Linked DNA regions of Mus musculus: region 2 is linked to region 1. Evidence: chromatin contacts called from public Hi-C data. All regions are on one chromosome and are shown on one strand. Each heading gives the region's core, a stretch centred on a gene start, on an enhancer-like site or on the middle of the called end of the contact. The rest is flanking DNA. Distances are from core to core; before and after follow the strand shown. Region 1 holds the start of Megf11 (multiple EGF-like-domains 11). Region 2 overlaps Megf11 (multiple EGF-like-domains 11).

Evidence for each region. Hi-C and Micro-C count contacts between places; a contact is called where the count stands out from the background.
Region 2: a Hi-C map of cerebellum shows a contact between it and region 1, with 1.7 times the contacts expected there. The contact joins the enhancer-like site here to the promoter of Megf11 in region 1. A contact is called at or near these places in 12 of 39 promoter capture datasets (the 3T3-L1 cell line, the HPC-7 cell line, the SN4741 cell line and 8 more), 1 of 15 datasets of contacts at CTCF or cohesin (pro-B cells), 3 of 484 Hi-C or Micro-C datasets (bone marrow-derived macrophages and cerebellum), 10 of 115 datasets of contacts at active chromatin or transcription factors (embryonic forebrain, embryonic hindbrain, embryonic stem cells and 5 more) and 3 of 9 other capture datasets (adipose tissue, liver and pancreatic islet).

What each region holds. Positions count from the first base shown.
Region 1 is chr9:64,382,497-64,388,550 of GRCm38.p6, reverse strand. Megf11 (multiple EGF-like-domains 11) reads right to left here and starts at 2,925. Exons shown (of 25, transcript NM_001134399.1): 1 at 2,723-2,925.
Region 2 is chr9:64,553,741-64,559,794 of GRCm38.p6, reverse strand. The region is part of intron 5 of Megf11 (multiple EGF-like-domains 11); the gene reads right to left. Among named protein-coding and RNA genes, the nearest start is that of Gm36311, 130 kb to the left of the region's middle. Within about 2 kb of position 3,869, at least 9 of the 459 cell types and tissues checked have an H3K27ac peak or open chromatin away from gene starts, as enhancers often do. A contact at or near this core is called in cerebellum and hippocampal neurons, where this site is marked.

The DNA of each region.
Region 1 (6,054 bases), core at 1,676-4,175:
GCCCAAGGAGTTGCTGCAGAGCTAAGGGTTGACCAGATGTCCCTAGGAGGGGAAAGGCCCAGTTCATACAAAGCCTAGAATACCCAAGCACCTAGAATCTACTACACTTGTCTGTTTATGTATGTGTTTAGGGAGAGAGGGTGCATGCCACAGCAAGCATGTGAAGGCAGGAGGACAAATTTTGTGGGAATCAGCTCTCTCCTCCCACCACGTGAGTCTCCAGGATTGAACTCATGTTGTCAGGCTTGGCCGCAAGCACCCTTACTGGGCTGGACCATCTCATTTGCCAGCACCTGCTTTCTATAAGTGAGGCTTGGCAGAAGCAAAGGAATGCGTGAAGCCTCCGTGAAACCTAGGAAGCTTGCGGGGGGGGGGGGGGAAACAAGCAGGAGAGAGGGGGGTAACAGCTTCCGCAGCTTCCACAGCCATCTCCCTGGCCCTAGGGTCACTGACTTCTGCCTTCAGAGACAACTGCTAACCTTCCCCTTCCACAGAGGTTGTGGACCTGTAGGCCAAGTGCTGAACTTGAGTTCTCCTTGACCCACACCGTTTCACTGCCTGAGGTTAGCAGTGAAACCTTGGCTTGGGAAATCTTTCTCTTCCCGTAGTAGTGCGTGAGGCTCACTCTAGATCCTGTGGGAATGGTTTCAGCTGAGAGTGCCTGCCGGACTCTGCTACACAGCAACCCCTGTTGTGCCCTCCACGTGTGCCCCACAGGCCACCGGAGAGGCAGGTCCGTGGCATCTTAAAGCAGACAGGCAAAGCACAAACTTGGCATACAGTAGACATGGCTCCTCTTGGGAGATGCTGGTTACCCACGGTGTCCTGCCTCTAACCTTCCAACCTCCTGGCCCTCCAGCCTTTTCATCATTCAATGGCCTAACACTAAGAAAGTGGAAATCAACGGGGGAAATCAGGAAAGGTGCCCAGCCCTTAGGCAGGAAGACTTCCCTTAGTCAGCTCTAAGGGAGTCCCTTCACTTCTTTGGGCTTCAGTAGGCTGATCTGCAGAATGGGAGGAAAGGGAAGGACTGCAGTTACAGGCTTCAATTTTCTAGGGGCTTAAACAATGTGTGAGCAACAGCAAGAGCCCGGTGCTTGGTGCACACCGCAGGAAAAGCCGCCAAAGAAACAGGTTAAGCTTCACATCCTAGGCTGGGCGTTAATGTCAATGCTCTGGGACACTGAACCCAACCTTCAGGGAGGGGGCGATGGCCCGTAGATGATCCTCTCTGCAAAGAACTCCAGCTTTTTTGCTACTTCTAAACCTCCGCTAAGCCTCACAAAAGATCTTTTCGGCTTGCAGTCCAACAAAGACCGAACGCTGGAAAGAGATGAGGGTCGGCGAATCCAGCCACTGGACTCCCGGAGCCAAAACACTATCGGGGCAGGCTCGGGACGGTCCCGGCAGCCTGCCGCGCGCCACCACCTGGTCAGGACATTAACCCCAGTTTCCCCCAGGACAGTGATGGGCGCAGATGCGCTGGGCACAAGTATCCTTGCCACAGAGAGCTGGGAAGGCGGGGAGCCCTAACCTCCTGGTAAGCATCCTCCAACCTGCGGGAGGCCCTGCTGTATAGGCTCCCGGAGGGACCAGGCGTGGGAGAATCTGATCCCAGTCACTTGGACCGGTTTTTCTCGAGAGCATCACCAGCCCGGAAAGAGGCCGGCTGGCCTCGCAGCAGGCACTCACGGGGACGGATTCTGAGACGCGACGACAGTGGGATGGAGCGTGGGAGGCAGTTCCAGGAAAAAGCATCTGGGGTTCGAGGGCTCTGGGGCCCGCCAGGCGGAGACCCAGAGCTCCCAGACTACAGACCGATCGTGACTCCGTCCCACTCGCAACCTTGGTCCCGGGAAGGAACGGTTTTACCTATTTTTCAAGTCTTTTTTTTTTCCTCCTAAAAATTAAAAGACTAAATCAAGTCTTAGGGGAAGGTGCCTGCGCAGGGCTGCCACCAGGACCACTGTGTGCCCAGCTACAACACTACCGCCCGCGTTTGGGAGAGAAGTTAGGAAGTTCGGGACAGCCGCCCACGAGCGCAGGAAGAGGGACTCGCTTCTCTTTTAACTTTGGGTGTTGGGGTCTCCGCCGAGGGTCGGAGGTATGTAGCCAGGGGCGACCCGCAGGACTGCAGGGCGTCCGGGATTCCCTCAGTGAAAGTGGGTAGACAGGATCAGGAGGAAAAAAAGAGAGTGAGTCCACGTTGCGCGTGGCACCGGCTGGGCTTGGGCTCCGCGGGGACCTGCGCGCGGCCCCGCAGCTCTGCGTCGGGACCCGGGTCGGAAGGACGCGGTGCGGGGCGAAGGTCCCGCACATCTAGAATGGCTCTCGGCCGGGAGACCCCAGATTCGCGCAGAGCTGGCAGGTTCCTTCTTCCGGACACCCGCACCGCGACTCTCGGGTCTTCCCCCGCACGTGGAGACGCGGCGGCCGCTGCGTCCTGACTGCGGCCAGAGGACGCGCGCCTGGCCCAGCCGAGGCTCTCTACGTCTCGCATAGACCCCCGGGCGCTCCCGCAAGCCCAGCCATCCACCTTCTGCCCCTCGCCAAACTCGCCTTCTAGAGCCGGGACCTGGCCACGGAGGACCCACGGAGCTGGTGGAAAGTTAGTCGCGACGCTGCAAAGCCCCCTCCCCTGAACTGGAACCCACACCCCGACCCAATGCACCCACAGTGCTCCGAGGCTCCGGGTCCCCGCGGACCCCACCCAACCATCTACCTGCTTCCGTGGCGCGCCCCGGGCTTGGGCCAGCCAGTCGCGCGGTCCTATACCCCGGAGCCGGAGCGGCTTCAGGTCCCCAGGCAGGAGAGGGAGCTGCGAACCGCCCCGAGCCGGGCAGCCGGCTCCGGGCACTGAGAACGAGTGAGCAAGCAGGAGGCTGGAGCCGCTGCGACTGCTGCCACGGCAGCCCCCACCCCCCTGCGTCCCTCGGCCCCTCCCTCTTCCCTCCTCCCTCCGCTCTCCCTCTCCCTCCCACCTCTTTTCAGACCCTGCGATCGCGCGCATTCCCTCGCTCTTTTTCCTAGCTTTCTCTCTGCCGGTTGCCTTCTTTAATTCCCTCTGTTCTCTTCTCACTTCCCTACTCTGCATCCACCCGTTATCGTTCTTTTACCGTTTTTCCCCCGCTCTCTCTTTTCTGTATCTCTTCCTTTTAACCCCTCGCGACTCCCTTCTCCCTCCCCCCCCCCTTTTTTTTTTCCTTCTGACCGACCGATTAGCGTGGCCTCTGCACCTGTTCTTTGTAGAAGCTCTGGCTGGCGAAGCTAGCCCAGGATGGAAGGGGACCAGGAATATGCCCCAAACTGAGCTTTTAACAAGCTGAGTACAGATAGATACCCAGGGAAAGCTAGAAAAGCAAAGAACTCAGTGTGCAGAACAAGCTGAGCTGCACCAGGTAAAGTGCAGACAGCCAGGCCCCAGAGTAAGAACTTGCCATGCTGTGGTCAACTCCAAAGGCTGGACTGCTGTGGTCAACTCCAAAGGCTGGACTTAAACCAGCGGGGCTTCTTGTAGACTTCAAGGTCTTCGAACAGGGGATGAGATGGGGGGTGGGGGGGGGCAGAGGAGGGTGCATGTTAATGATAGGGTGTCAGAGGCCTGGCACTGCACCCAGAGCCACCTGGAAGTCTTCAGTCAGGTGACACTTTAGACTACACCTCGTGTGCTTGTAAGTGGGTCCTAGCCAGGTGGTGGGAACACCTGCTGGTCACCCCTACTCCTTTCCAAGATATGAGGGGCTCACTCCTGCTTCCCTGTTTGCCAGAGGTGGGGGTGGTGGGGTGTTTCCTTCCCTTGAAGTGAGGTGGGGTCCCACACTTGGGAAAGGTGTCCTGCACCCGGAGGGAGAATTTTGCCACTAGAACAGGCAGATTGTCTGTGGCTTTGGGACAAGCCACTCGACCCAGGCTCCCGTGCAGCCTGAGGATCCAGCTCTTTCCCCAGGAGTGTACTCCCTGTCATCTGTCCATTTCAGCCCAGTGGGGTTTGGAGAAATAAGAAGAAGCCCTCTTCCCATTGGCCCACAACAGGCAGCCCTGCTCTGCAAGCACCAGACCAGGTTCATCCAGTAAGTGCTAGGCTTCTGCAGGAATGGTGTGAGCAGATGAGATCTTTCTGCATTGGGGTTTCAGGTCCCAAAACTCCAAACCAACCTCCCCAGCAGTTCCTTACCTTGGAATGTCAAACTAAACGGACAACAGATGGCAGAGCCTCTTGTTCACAACATAAAAGTAGAGCTTGAAACCGGGTGAAGCACTTAGCAAACACCCGGGTCACTCACCCGCCAGAGTGAGTCCCTCCTTAAATTCTGCACCCCAGGAGCTTCCTGCCTTCTCTAGTGCTCTAGCCCCTCCTTTGCAGGACCAACCATCTAGTGATATATGAAGTTCCCCATCTGGCAGTGAGGAGACCAAATCTGACATTGGAAAAAGTTCCCAACTTCATAGCCCTAGGGGGTGTGAGTCTCACACTGGGAAGCCAGCTCCACTCACTGTGACATTAGAAAGATCACTGAGTCCCTCTAGCTTCAGTTTCCCTGTTTGTAAAATGGGAATGCTAACATTACCACAAGCCTTCTGAGGATTAAACCAAAGCCCATTTCCTGGAACAGTGACTGGTGGCACTTGGCCACTGTCTGCGGTTAATATTAGCTTAATTAAAATTAGTCTAGGCTTACACAGCTTCCTCTGCACAGTGGCTCTTGGATTCTGAGCTCCACCTTTATTTACCGTGCCTCTCACTCTGACTTTCTGTGTGGTAGAAATGTCTAAGTGGGCTGGTGGATTCGTGGAGCTGGGTGGGTCTTTCTGGATACCCATTGTGCTCTAGAGCAGCACAAAGCAGGCTGTCCTGCCCGGCTCGTTCCTTGGCTGCACTCACATACTGCCAGGCAGGGATCATGTGTCTAAGGACTGCTGAGGGACAGGGGGGTGGGTGCCTGGTTTTCTGCCATACTCTAAAAAGCTGCACGGATCTATAAAGCTGGGCTTTCCCTGCCCAGATGGCAGGCCTCCAAGAACACATGTCACAACAGAGCCAGAAGCACTTTTAGCAAACATCTCTAGGAGTCAGCTTGGGGTCGGCCGGAACCTACAATCCATCATTCACTTGCCAGGAGAGCCTGCTTGCAGGAGGCACAATAGTGCTTGGCCTGGCCCAACTTCTCCAAGTTTATTTGGGAAGCTGTAACATCTAAGACTATGCTACTCACCAAAGGGTAGAATCTCAAACAAAGTCCAGTCGCCACCCAAAAGCTTACACTCAGCTGAATGTGCTGGTGATGAGCCGTGCCAGGCTGCCCTTGAACTTAACTAAGGATGACCTTGAACTTCTGATCTTTCGCCTCCACCTCCCAAGTGCTAGGATTCCAGGTGTATGGCACTATGCCAGGTTTTACACAGTGCTGGGAATCAAACCCAGGACTTCATGCATGTGAGGCATGCACTCTACCAACTGAGCGATACATAGAAGTATGTTCTATCATTATATATATATATATATATATATATATATATATATATATATATATATGTATGTATGTATATATATGTACATATATATATATACATAGACACACATATGCATATATATGTGCACACACACATATTATACCTTAGGAAGGAGGGAAAAGGTACCATGAGCTGATTGAGGGACCCAGAATCTGACACCCCAACTCAAGTCTTTGTGCTGTTATCTGTCCTCTGTGGGCACAAGGATGTGCCTTTCTGCCTGAACAGGGTGAGAGGGCAGAAGCCAGAACTGTTCTGTCCAAGTTGGAATGACTCCTCCTTCCTGGAAATAAATCCCAGAGACAGGGGTGCCCAGGGCTAAGAAAAGGGGTACTGTCCCCCTTCCTAGCTGAGATGGCCCCTCATGCCTTCCCTCCCCTAGGTCTCCTTGCTAGGATCACCTTTCCTACAAAGACCCTCCCAAAACCCCAGGAGGGAGCCCACTGGGGACTCTCAGGGACACGTGGGACTGGCTGGATAAGGAAAAGGCCAGAACTTTGCGGGGGTGGGGAGGAGTGTTGAACTCTTCAGAGGGAAGGGACT
Region 2 (6,054 bases), core at 2,620-5,119, 170 kb before region 1:
GAAGTAGCCCCAAGCCTTTTGACACCGATCATCCTTAGGAAGTCAATGACACACTGACTCTTCATGTTTTACCTATGTCAAAAAAAGGGTGTCTCATCTCACGTTCTCCTGAAAGTTGGCTCAGGGTGGAGCCAGATATATACCTCTGACTACTACCTAACCTAAGGTTAGGACCAGAACACTGGATATGTTGAAGCCAGCAAATCTCTAAGCTCTCAAGTGCACTTAAACAAACTTAGTCAAGAGCAGGTTTAAGTCACAGCATGTGTACCTGTACCTGTACCTGTACCTGTACCTACCTGTACCTGTACCTGTACCTGTACCTGTACCATCTGTATCTGTGAACTAGAGGAAAAAGATGAAGGGAAAAATGATTAAAACATCAGGACCAAGTGCTATGACTCAGGCCACTTGTCTTGGCTGGGAGCTCCTTGGCAGGGTGTGGTTCTTATGCTCAGAACATAGCAAACATAAAAGGCAAGAAAGAAATGTCTAATTGGGTAGATGTGTGTGTGTGTGTGTGTATGTATGTATGTATGTATGTATGTATGTATGTATGTATGCATGGATGGATGGATGGATGGATGGATGGATGGATGGATGGATGTGTGGGTAAGCAGGAAGTTGGGTTGGAATATGGGTGAGTAGATGGATGGGTGAGTGGGTGGGTGTGTGGACAGAAAAATGTTCACATAGAAGGAAAGGTGAATGAAAGGATCAACAGATGAGTAGACAGACAGAATAAAGGACAGATGGATGGATGAAAATACTGATACATAGTGGGCAGGGGGATGTTTAGTTGAACTGATAGATGGGGTGATGGATAGAAAGATGAATGGGATGGTCTTCAACTGAAAGGAGCTCTAGCTGCTAGAGCTGGTCTCAGCAGACTTCTCAAGCAGGCACTCACACCTGGAACCCTGTCTTGCTGCTAGAGCTGTTCATGAAGACGCTTGTGGAACATTGCAAGTGGTATAACTACAAGAAATAATTGCTTCTAATTGAGGCTGAGTTATTCTGGCCATAAAGTAGACATATTTTTATAACTTTATTAATTATTCAATTTGAGGCCTATTACCCAGACTGCCAGAATGGGCTTTTCCTATTAGGGGGTGACAGATTCCCCAGTTCTGCCTAGCCTCCACTTCTATACCACTGTTAGGCAGTGGCAGCCTGCTTATGATTTTCACTGGGTGCAGGCTGGGGGCAGGGGGCAAGAGATGCGGGAGGGGGCAATAGATGCGGGGGGCAATAGACTGCCCCCCCCAGGTGCTCCCCTTGGTCAGTTACTGCCATCAGGTTTCCTTCCCCAGTCCAGCAGAGAGGCAGAAGGTATCAGGATGAGATGTGCCCATTTGGCCTTTCCAGGCCATTCTCTACCCAGATCCACTCATCAACTCTTAATCACGTTGGCTCCCCCATCCAATCTGCTACCCACCCAATGCCAAGAGAGCTACCATATGTCCCTTGGTCACCTCTAGTCAGGCACAGGGGGAAGAGGACATGGCCCAGCTGCCCTGGAAGGATTAGCCAAGACTATAGCATTCAACAGACTCCCTTTTTCCCATATCCGGGTCCAGAATTGATCACAAGTCCCTTGGAAGAAGAAAGAGTTAGGAGTGTCCCACCTGGAAGCAAATCAGACTCAACTGATGCAAATTGTACCTTCAGGAGCTATCCCTGCCCATGGAGTTACATTCAAGCTCTTGGGCCTTGGTGTGTGAGCACCAATGCCATCCAGCCTGGCCTGTCACCTTGGCCTGGCTCCCAGTCCCCCCAGTGCCTTGGCGCTATGTTCCATCTGGACCATTGAAACCTCAAGTTGTATCTTTCCTGTGGCTCTGCTTCTTTCCTTTCCAGGACCTTTCTTTTCTCTCTAGCTACAAGTCGTGTTGGCTACCTCGGAAGGACCCATGCGAGTCCAGTCTTATAGCGTGATGTTTAAGGAACTTAGCGTAATCTCTGGAAGAGCAAGTAACAAACTTTGCTTTGCTTGTTTGTTTTCTTGTTGAAGCCTCCTACAGAGCCAGATGCTCTTCCCCAGCCCTAACCCCACCACCACGGTGAGAGGGTAGAGTCAAATGGAAGAGCAAACCCACTGGATCTCACTAAAGACAGTGTCTACTATGTGCCAGGCAGCATGAGGAAGGAGCTCGATGTTGTGAAGACAAGACGTCAGCCCCACTGTGGAGGAAGTCTCAGGGCAGGAAGTGAGGGAGAGGAAACGCACACAGTTAAATAGTGAGCACCAGGTGCCGAGGACCACGCCAGATAGAGGCACAGCGGATGCTGCCCTGGCTTCAGAGCTGGCTACAGGCCAGTGGACGAAAGGGAGATAAGATATGATAGCCAATATTGATCATGAACCTGATGGGATCTATATTACTAGAGTCACCTAGGAGATGAATTTCTATTTCTAGAGTAGATTAGTTGAGGCAGGCCTAACTGTGTGGAACCCCTCCAAGGATAAGGCTCCCAGGACGAAGGAGAAGGAAAAATCAAACTGAGTGCCAGCATTCAGCACTCTGCTTCCTGGTTGTGGATGTCATGTGACCAGCTGCCTCCGCCATTGGCTATAATGCCTTCCCTGCCCTGGTGGACCGCACCTTCTACATGCCAGCCAGAATAAACATCTCCTTTTTTATTACTCCCCTTCTTGTTTGTTTGTCTGTTTTTGAGACAGAGTTTTTCTCTATGTAGCCCTGGCTATCCTAGAACTCGCTGTGTAGACCAGGCTGGCCTCTAAACTCAGAGGTCTGCTTGCCTCTGCCTCCCAAGTGTTGGGATAAAGGCGTGCGCCACCACCCAAATGAACCCTTCTTTTCTTTCTTCCTTTCTTTCTTCCTTTCTTTCTTTCTTTCTTTCTTTCTTTCTTTCTTTCTTTCTTTCTTTCTTTCTTTCTTTCTTTCTTTCTTCTTTCCTTCCTTCCTTCCTTCCTTCCTTCCTTTCTTTCTTTCTTTCTTTCTTTCTTTTTTGTTTGTTTTTTTGTTTTTCAAGACAGGGTTTCTCTGTGTAGCCCTGGCTGTCTTGAAACTTACCTCTATAGATCAGGCTGGCCTCAAACTCAGAAATCCGCCTGCCTCTGCCTCTGCCTCCTGAGTGCTGGGATTAAAGGCGTGCACCACCACTGCCCGGCTGAACCCTTCCTTTCTTAAGCTGCTTTTCTCAGGTGTTCTGTCAGAGCATCAAGGGAAGAAGCCAATAAAGGTGAGACTGGGGGAAACGGAGGTAACCAGGCAGGTGTCATGAGCGAGCCCATAGGGTCGTCGATGAGCTGTGTGCTTGTTACAGGACATAGAGTGCAGCAAGTGACATGGCCTCTGTGGTGCTTCACAGCCTGCCCATCTCCAAGCACAGAAAGGACAAGAGAGCGATGACAGAGCCCTGCAAAGTGCCAGCTGCGATTTTAAGTGTGATCTACAGAGACTTGCTCAAACCCTGGCTCTGCCACTAGCCGGCTGTGTGTGTAGAGGTCTCAGTTTCCTTGTTGGAATGAGGTGGAGGGCAGTGGTGAACAGCTACGGAACTGTACAGGAGATATGTTCTGAGTATGAGTTAGGAGGGCAGGCTACACAGGAGAGGAACCTGGTGTGATCTCGGGCCCCATATAAAGCCTGACACTGGGGCAAGAACACACCTAGACAATCCCCACTGCAGAGCAGCTGAGTGCCCTGGGCCTTAGCATCCTAACCTGGAGTCCTGGTCATCACTCACAAGCTGGGGAGGGTGGGTGGAATGTTCATATCTATCTCCAGTGGCACACTGCAAACTCAGGGCTTGCTGGGGCTGCATTCATTCTATCCCAGCCCTCTGGGCTGACAGAGGCTGCATGTCTCTCTCCCCTGCCTGCTGGACCCTCCTGGCTGGCACCCAGCATGGTTGCTGTGTGATTCCTTCCTTCCTCCGCGTACCATGCTTCCCACAGCACCTTGGAAACATAGCTGTGCAGTTATGTGTATGGGGGGGGGGAGTCGTGTCCTTTACAACCCCCACCCCCCGTGGAGCCCAGGAGGAGTGTGGGCACTGACTGCCAGACCCTCGTGATGATGCCAGCTTGGCTCCCGCCACTCGGCTCTGCCTTTGTCACATTTGAGGCAGACTCCCCTCCCTTCTCACTCTCCAGTGCTCAAGGCTCCCCTGTGTGTCACTTATTAATTTTGTTCTCAGGGAGCAGATGGTCAGAGCTGAGTCGGATAGAATACACCTCCCCCCCCCTTTTTTTTCTTTTTTCTTTTTTTATTATCACCAATACTCCCTCTAACAGGCAACCTACATGGATGAACTCTAGGATGCCCAGTTTCTGGTACAAACAGGTACAAGAAGCCAGCTTTCATGATATGACCCATGACATGACTCTAATTCCAGATCTTCCTCATTGGAGAGGAAGCAGATATCAGGTGTGAGGGGATCCTAAGAAGTTTCCACCCTCTGCCTATAGCCTGACTTCTCAGGAACAGGTGGGGCAGGCATTCCTTGTGTGGAGCAGTGGGTTCTGGGAAGGGCTCCCTTCCTGGTACATGTCATCCCAGGACCGAGAAAGGATTGGGAGGGCACGCTGTCTTTAGTCCTCCATCAAAGGTCTCTGAGCTGTCCCTACCCACCCTGTCACCTGACTCTGGCCTGATTATAACACAGGTGACCTGTCATCAGCTCCTTCTCACATCTCACTTGTCCAGAAAGCCACCCATGGGAGACAGTGACCAGGAAAGGAATCCGTGCATGTCCACAAGGGTTCCCTGGGCATTGCCACTGGGTCTGGGTTATCACCAAAAGAGAGAGGTTGGGACTTCGGGAAGGCTTAGCCAGGAGGGGAGATGAGCAGAGAGCCCAATAGACCCACTGCTTTGCTGTGAAACCCCAACTGCCAGAGACTCACAGCATGGGCCAGGTGAGATCTCAGCCCCCTTTGGGTCTTTTTTAGCCTCTTCTTCATTGCCAACCTTCCCATCTGCCTCACCTTCATCTGTGTGGAAAGTGCCAGAAAGATGGTCATCCTGTGAGCACAGCCGCCTGTGCAAACAGCTGGAGCTGAGGCTGCAGGATTGTGAGTTTGAGGCCACCCTGGGCTACATCAGGATTCCCTGTTTCAAAAGTTCAAAAAACAGATTCAGAGCTCTGACAAATCCTGGCTGTGGGACTCCCAGCCACTGCTTATCTTCCCTGGACCTTTCTCTAAAAGACTCTTTGCTTCTAAAACGGGGAACAGGGTGTAGACCTGGCTTCTGCCTTCTGCCTTCTGCTGCTTCTTATGATGGTTTTTTTCAAACATCTAGATCCCCTTTCCACAAAAGTCCAGGCTGGGAGATCTCTCCATAGGTAAGGTGTTTACAGGACAAATGTGAAAACCAGGGTCCAGAACTCCAGCACCCACATAAATGTCGGGCAGGCCACCCATAATCTCAGTGCTCAGGATCCAGAGGTGGAACCCCCAGGGCAAGCTGGCTAGCTAGACCAGATGAACAGGAAAGGTCTGGGTTTCAGTGTGAGACCAATATTTTATCAATATATAACGCAGAAAAAGATTAAGGAAGACACTTCTAGCCTCCACACATGTTCACACAGGCAAGCATATTGAGTTGTCCTTGGCTCTATGCTGGTAGTTCTGGCTTCCTCTCAGGTTCTCTGAAGATGGGAGCCACACCCTCCTCCTTAATATCTATCCCTGAACCCCCTGGCCTCACTAGCCCCTGGCAGGAGCTCAGGATTTACATGGCTGAACTGAGAGGGAGCGGATGGAGCTGCTGAGGTAGGGGCCAGGGCTGCTGAACCCTGGGTTTTGTTGTTTTGCTGTTCCATATTATAATTCTTTGGATGGGGGACTCTCAGCTCCTCTTGTTCTCAGACCTTGACAAAACATTTGTTGCCATCCACAGTTCCCTTCTGTTCCTGTCACAGTGACTGCACTAGTGTATGGGGTTGACACAGGACCTACCATCCTGGGGAAGCCCCCAGGCCCAGCAGATGCCAGCAGAAGGCAACTAACTCATGCTGGATCTGTAAGGGGCTAAAAGCTAGGCAGAACCAAGCGAACAACAGCAGGGGTAATTGCTTTGA